Linked DNA regions of Zea mays: region 1 is linked to region 2. The links are chromatin contacts, called in public Hi-C maps. All regions are on one chromosome and are shown on one strand. The core of a region is the stretch at or near the end of the contact, and the rest is flanking DNA. Distances in the headings are between cores, read along the strand shown. Region 1 holds the start of LOC103650947 (3-phosphoinositide-dependent protein kinase 2-like). Region 2 holds the start of LOC100281060 (amidophosphoribosyltransferase).

Region 1 (3,698 bases), core at 1,030-3,529, 240 kb after region 2:
TGAGCGCGTTCTTGAGTTGTGACTCTGCCGTTTTGATTCTTGCGCTCTCTTCTTGGCTTGTGTGCATGTTGTTGCTGCGATTGTGTTCTTGTGTGTGTCTCTACTCCCTCCTTACTCCGGTTTTGACTACAAACATTTGTGTAAGGCATGAGACACTCTAATTTGTGGAGATTCCTCAGAACCCGAAATTGATATAAGGAAGACAACTGTGGTACTCAAGTTTGATCTTTGGATCACTTGAGAGGGGTTAAGTGCAACCCTTGACCGAAGGAGGTCACCACCACATGGAGTAGGCATTGGGCGAACCACGTGGTAAAATCGTTGTGTCTCTTCTCCATTTACTTTATTGCGATTATCGTCTTCTTGAGTTCTCATATTCACTTGTATTATTGCTCCTAAGTTTGATACATATTTCAAAGGATCAATCAAGTGAAGAGTTCTCATCTCTCCATCTCTAGTCATACTAACTTGGTTTTAGCTTTCACTAACACTAACTTCACTTCACTCGTTTGTGGAATGTTTCAGTCAACAACTGATCTTCCTTAGTAATGAAGTCCTAATAATTTTGTTGGCCAAAACTTTAATCATAGCAAGCCATTATTTGTAATATTTGTTGAATTTTCCAAAGCGCTTGAATTCGTTTGGTAGCATGATCAATTCACGCTTGGCAATCTTTATGGCCTCTTCTTCATCCTTCGGTTTTGGCATGGTGAATCCTTCCTTTATGGGAAACACTCGATATGACATGTGTTCTTCAACTAGATCCAATGTGTGCACATGCTCGCAGATTGTATTGTAAGTGATCGTCAATGTTTGTGCTTGCCACTAAGGTTGTAGAGTGGCCCATTAAGGCCAAAGGAGGAACTTAGTGGGCGTGTATGATTAGCTCTTTCATCACCAACTGCTTTGTGAAATTAACCTTGTCATAAAACTACTCCTTTTATCCAACCATTCAGTCACTTGCTTTGGTAGGCCAATTCCAGTGACAGGGAGTCTTACCAGTATTGAAAGTTGTAGCAGCCAAAATTGTTCTATAGGCTCTCTTTCTCGTGGATCATTGTTTGGTAATGCAACTCATGCAAGCGACATAAGCACTTCGAGTTGGCTTCACTAACTAGCTCCAAATAGACCAAATGAAAACCCCAATTCTCATTATAGCACTTGGAGTCATCTGGTGGAAGTAAATTTTGTATTTCTTTAGCACCTCAATTACCATCGGATGAACCAGGAACCAGAGCCCTGCTTAGGGCATGTACAATGGGTGTCTTGAGTTGTGTCTTCGAGTGTGTCTAAGGGGGTGAATGTAAAAAAACTCAAGACATGTATCTTGACGAAGACACAATGTCTTAGCTCTATGTTCGAGACATGATACTAGCTGATTGGTCACTTTAATTTATTGAATACTCTGATTGGTACAATGAATATGGTAAGACACATGTTTTGGACATGCCCACTATATTATGTTGTGTTTTAGTTGTGTCTTATACTTCGAGTACCGTGCAATAGTGTCTAGGTTGTACATGCCCTTAGAAGAAGCTCTTGAAAACCACCACATCATCATTCTAGAATAGAGTGTTTTGTCTTTACCGTCCAGGTATGAGCGTGCAAGCTTAATATCTTCGAGATATTCGAGCTTCGTGGACTTTTAGATGGCCCCGTTTACAGTGGACTTTCCAATGTCTATACAACTCGGCCAAAGAGTACCTTGTCTTCTTTAGGTTCCATCGTCAACCTTTTTCCCAACCATCATGGTCTCCTCGGTAGCTCGATTGGGATTGCTTGTATACATAGTTTGGCTTCTGTGGTCCAAAGAGTATCTTATCTTTAGGTTCCGTCGTCAGTCTTATGCCCAACCATCTTGGTCTCCTCGGTAGCTTGATTGGGGTTGCGTCCTGGCAAAATGTTCCATGATACTGCTGACGCTATCCGGCTACTAAGAATGTATAACTCGTTTTATTCATGGGGAGATGTGAAAAAAATGATAATAGAAAAGGAGGTATTGGAAGAATGTTGGAGGAAAAAATGTTGGAAAGAGTGGAGATGCGTTTCGGATTAAAGCTATTTATTTAAACTGCTGCAACTGTAATCAATAAAGATAAAAATACTGTAGAAATCTGTAAGAATTAAAGCCAACCAAACTGGAATTTAACTAATTTTAAACAAGGTCACAAAAAAGGCGGTCACAAAAAAGGCGTGAATGAGCCCCGTTCATCCCCATCCTTCCATCATTCGATTACACACACCCGACCAAAGGTCCAAAGCACACGAGACAATCGCAAGACAACAACAGCAGCAGAGGAACCAAGAGGAAAGCAAACCTCGCCGGCCGCACCCCTCCATCTCTGATCGCCCGCTCATTCTCATTCATTCATTCATTCCCCTCGCGTCGCGTGATTCGATTGGATTCCGTTCCCCCGCCCCGTTCCGTTCCTTCAGCGCCGCTGCCGCTGCCGCTGCGGCTGCGCCGAGGCCCCAGCGAGTCCCCGAGGCCCGACCCCAAAGGCTGCGGCCTGCGGCCGTCGCAGTCCCATCGATTCCTCCCGCTTGGCTTTCCCACCCCTCGAAGCCGAATCCGATGGTTCCACCCGTTGACCGCCTCCGCCATCGGAGGCCGCGCCGCCTCCTCCCCGCCTTCTTCCTCGGTCCCCGCGCCCGCCTCCTCCTATAGATATACCGCCCGCGCATCGCTCCATGGCGGTCGGCGGCGACGACGACAGCATGGAGCGGGACTTCGCCGCCAGGCTGCGCCTCGCGCATTCGCCCTCCCCGGCCACGCCTGCCGCCGCCGCCTCATCCTCCCCCACCGCCGCTGGGGGGATCGCCTTCCGCGCGCCGCAGGAGCAGTTCACCGCCGACGACTTCGTACTCGGCAAGATCTACGGCGTCGGCTCGTACTCCAAGGTTCTCTTACTGCTACTCACTGCATGGGTGTGCCATGGCCTGCGCGGCCGCGTGGATCGTGGGACGATTTATTCACCGAGGCGGGACGATGAAAAAAAAAATGACAGGTGGTGCGGGCCAAGAAGAAGGACACTGGTCGCGTCTACGCGCTTAAGATCATGGACAAGAAGTTCATCACCAAGGAGAACAAGATCTCCTACGTCAAGATGGAGCGTATTGTACTCGACCAGCTCGACCACCCTGGCGTCATCAGGCTCTTCTTCACTTTCCAGGACACATACTCCCTCTGTTAGTGCCCCTCAATCAACCAGCAGTAGTCAGAACTAACGATGAAGAGCTAGTAATTTGATTGTAAAGTAATGCCGCCCTCGGGTCAATACTATGTCTCTTTTGCCGTGCAGACATGGCGCTCGAGTCGTGCGAAGGCGGGGAGTTATTCGACCAAATTGTTCGGGTTAGTGTGTTAGTGTCCAGCTGCTAACAGTGTGATTCATTTCTGTCCTGCCTTTGTTTCTTGTGCTTATAATTCGGTTGCAGAAAGGTCGGCTCTCTGAGGACGATGCACGGTTCTATGCTGCTGAAATTGTTGATATATTGGAGTACTTGCATGGCCTTGGCCTAATTCATCGGGATGTCAAGGTGAGTGTGAAATGAAAATCAAGATGGAGTTGCCCATGACACAGTATGTTTATGTCATATTTGCTATTTGACAAGGACTGCATTGGTCTTTCAGCCAGAAAATCTACTGCTTACTTCTGATGGGCACATCAAGATTGCTGACTTTGGTAGTGTGAAGC
Region 2 (3,318 bases), core at 33-2,532:
TACGGGTGTACGCGAGTCGAATAGCCATTCTACGTTTCTTTTGTGGGCCGTACGTACGTATGGCCCGTATCCTGCTCGGCCTAGTATCATCATCCGCCGGGAAATCGATCGGCGTCGGCGGGGCCGGCCTTTATTTGCGTGAAAGCAGCACCATGGCCCACCACGTCCACTTGGCTGGGACCACCTGCAGGCTGCAGACCTGATTCCTGCAATCAAGTCGGCTCAGTGCCTGGTGGGCCTGCCGCCTCGAGCCCAACGGCCACCACAGGAGTAGCCATCCGGAATTGGAAAGCGTGAAGGCGGCCTCACCTCACACAAGGAAAAGAAATGCGACTCCTACTACTCCACTCACTCGTCAGGCGTCAGCGCTCATGGAATGGAATCGCGGGGATCAGGATCTCCAGTGGCTGCGTCCTTTGTAGTCAATATTGATGTTCTTGTTTCGAACGCAAAAAAAAATTATATAGGATGCAATTTAATTCTATTAAAAATATAGAAATAAATCTCCATTCCAAACGGGGTCTGACAAAACGTACGCAAGTACACTAAACACAAAGACACGATTTTTCTCGAACACGACGGCTGCCTGGGTCTTGGGTGTTGCCATTAGAAATCCTAGGAACCAAACACCGAGCTAAGAGAAAGTTTTAACTCGACTTTATCATTCTTATCCTACTAGTATATACACGCATGGCATTTTAATTCCGTGTTTTGAATGCATTTTTATGTACTTACTTGTATTAGCAAATTTCCAGGCGTGATTTACTGCTGTCCAAATCTGCAGATTCAACCGTTCCGGAAAAAAATGCATGTCTCCCTCTCGAGCAGTTAACTTTTTACGTTTATATCTGAATCTCTATAAAACAATATATATTAATATATAATTCTATAGCTAATGGTTCTTTGCCTCCGTAACTATATATATATGATACATTTAAAGTATATGTTCTATTGTTTAATTGTGTTGATATAATATCCACTCACAACTTATGATATTGCGATAATGACATGATTCTATAATTTCGATTTAAAACCAAAAACCGAATTAACCAAATCTGAGGCAGTATAAACAAGCTTCGATGTATAGAAGATGGGATAGGATACGCTTTTAAAAAATGAGATATAAATTGGAGAGGAGTAAATAACACGTATGGTATGGAGGAGGGATACGGTGCAGACCGCCTTGGACTCGAAAGTCGAAATACAGATCCCACGGTCCACACGCCCGCCCGCATGCTTAAATCCTGCCCCTTCACGTGCGTTCGGGAGGGCATCCTTGGAAGTTGGAAGCAGGCCTCACCTGCCCCCAAAGGCCCAAACTCCCGAACCGCCCCGCACCACGCATGGCCGCCACAGCCGCCGCCGCCGCGACGGCCTCCACGCCTTCCTCTCCCCTCCGCCGCCGAGCCTCTGCGGCGCCTACCACAAGACACAACTCCCAGCTCAAATGCTCCATCAAGCCCTCGCAGTTCGAGCTGCGGCACCGCGCCGCGGGTCTCGCTCCGGCGCGAGCTCTGCTCCCTGACCGCGTCACGCCGTTTTCCTTCGACGCGGACGGCGACGACCATCCCCGAGAGGAGTGCGGCGTGTTCGGAGTCATTGGCGACCCAGACGCGTCGTCGCTCTGCTACCTCGGCCTGCAGAAGCTGCAGCACCGCGGGGAGGAGGGCGCGGGCATCGTTGCGTCGGACGCCGACGGCAAGCTCAATTCAGTGACGGACCTGGGTCTTGTCGGGGACGTTTTCCGCGATCCGGCGCGCCTCGCCAAGCTCCCCGGAAACGCCGCCATCGGCCACGTGCGCTACTCAACCGCCGGCGCCTCTTCGAGGCGCAACGTACAACCGTTCCTCGCCGCGTACCGATTCGGGCAGTTGGCTGTGGCACACAACGGCAACCTCGTGAACTACCAGGCGCTGCGCAACAAACTCGAGGCGCAGGGTTCCATCTTCAACACCTCGTCGGACACGGAGGTCATCCTGCACCTCATCTCAACCTCGCTCTCGCGCCCGCTGCTCTCGCGCATCTGCGACGCCTGCGAGCGCCTCGCCGGTGCGTACTCGCTGTTGTTCATGACTGCCGACAAGCTTTTTGCCGTGCGCGATCCGTTCGGCTTCCGGCCCCTGGTGATGGGCCGACGCCCCAACGGCGCCGTGGTGTTCTCGTCAGAGACCTGCGCGCTCGACCTCATCGACGCCACCTATGAGCGCGAGGTGGAGCCCGGGGAGGTGGTGGTCGTGGACCGCCGCGACATGTCGGTGTCCTACGCCTGCCTCGTCCCACATCGCCCGCGCAAGTCATGCGTGTTCGAGCACATCTACTTCGCCCTTCCCAACTCCGTCGTGTTTGGGCACGCCGTCCACGAGCGCCGCACCGCGTACGGCCGCGCGCTCGCCGAGGAGTCGCCCGCCCCGACCGCGGACGTCGTCATCCCCGTGCCTGACTCGGGGTTCTATGCGGCGCTCGGCTTCGCGCAGGCGTCGGGACTCGAGTTCCAGCAAGGTCTTATCCGGTGGCACTACAGCGGCCGCAGCTTCATACAGCCATCGCAGGCAATCCGTGACCTTGCCGTCAAGCTCAAACTCGCGCCCGTGCGCGGCGTCATTACCGGCAAGAGCGTGGTCGTCGTCGACGACTCGCTCGTGCGCGGCACCACCTCTAGCAAGATTGTGCGCCTGCTCCGCGATGCCGGCGCGCGCGAGGTGCACATGCGCATCTCCAGCCCCCCAGTCGTCGGGTCCTGCCTCTACGGCATCGACACGCCGAGCGAAGGCGAGCTGATATCCAACAGGATGGACCTCGAGGGTGTGAGGAGGACCATTGGCTGCGACTCGCTCGCCTTCCTCTCTCTCGACAAGCTCCACAGCATCTACGGCAATGAAGCACATGAGTTCTGTGACGCCTGCTTCTCACGGAACTACCCGGTGCTGCCCACAGTGCCGGAGCCAGTCCCGGAGCTGGTGTCTGCCTTCGAAGACTAACAAGAAGGGGAGTGGATCTATACTCTGCATGCTTACTATTACCATAGAATCTAGACTCAATTTTGGGCATAGCATTTTTGCCTTTGCAAATGCATTCATCCATCTGAATTTTGAGGTTACAAAGTTTAGACACTGATCGAACTGCTATTGTGGGTTCGATCTAATCTATTGTATTGCTATATGATGATGACGACGACAATGAATGATAGAAAAATTATTTCAATGGTACATGTTTACCTTTTCACTATATCAGGTTTAGGGTCTGTTTAGTTTGTGGCTAATTGTATTGAATAACTAACCTTAGACAGAAAAGTTAGGCAAAATATAAAGTTAGGCAGCA

What was found. A called contact is a pair of places that touch in the nucleus more often than the background predicts.
Region 1: a Hi-C map of bundle sheath shows a contact between it and region 2, with 4 times the contacts expected there. The contact joins the promoter of LOC103650947 here to the promoter of LOC100281060 in region 2. A contact is called at or near these places in 7 of 25 Hi-C or Micro-C datasets (bundle sheath, endosperm, leaf and 2 more) and 2 of 3 datasets of contacts at active chromatin or transcription factors (leaf and seedling).

The regions. Positions count from the first base shown.
Region 1 is chr3:178,758,912-178,762,609 of Zm-B73-REFERENCE-NAM-5.0, forward strand. It overlaps LOC103650947 (3-phosphoinositide-dependent protein kinase 2-like), which reads left to right and starts at 2,280. Exons shown (of 11, transcript NM_001301543.1): 1 at 2,280-2,901; 2 at 3,009-3,189; 3 at 3,303-3,355; 4 at 3,439-3,540; 5 at 3,635-3,698. The coding sequence starts at 2,692.
Region 2 is chr3:178,519,903-178,523,220 of Zm-B73-REFERENCE-NAM-5.0, forward strand. It overlaps LOC100281060 (amidophosphoribosyltransferase), which reads left to right and starts at 1,283. Exons shown (of 1, transcript NM_001153979.2): 1 at 1,283-3,119. The coding sequence starts at 1,344. The coding sequence ends at 2,978.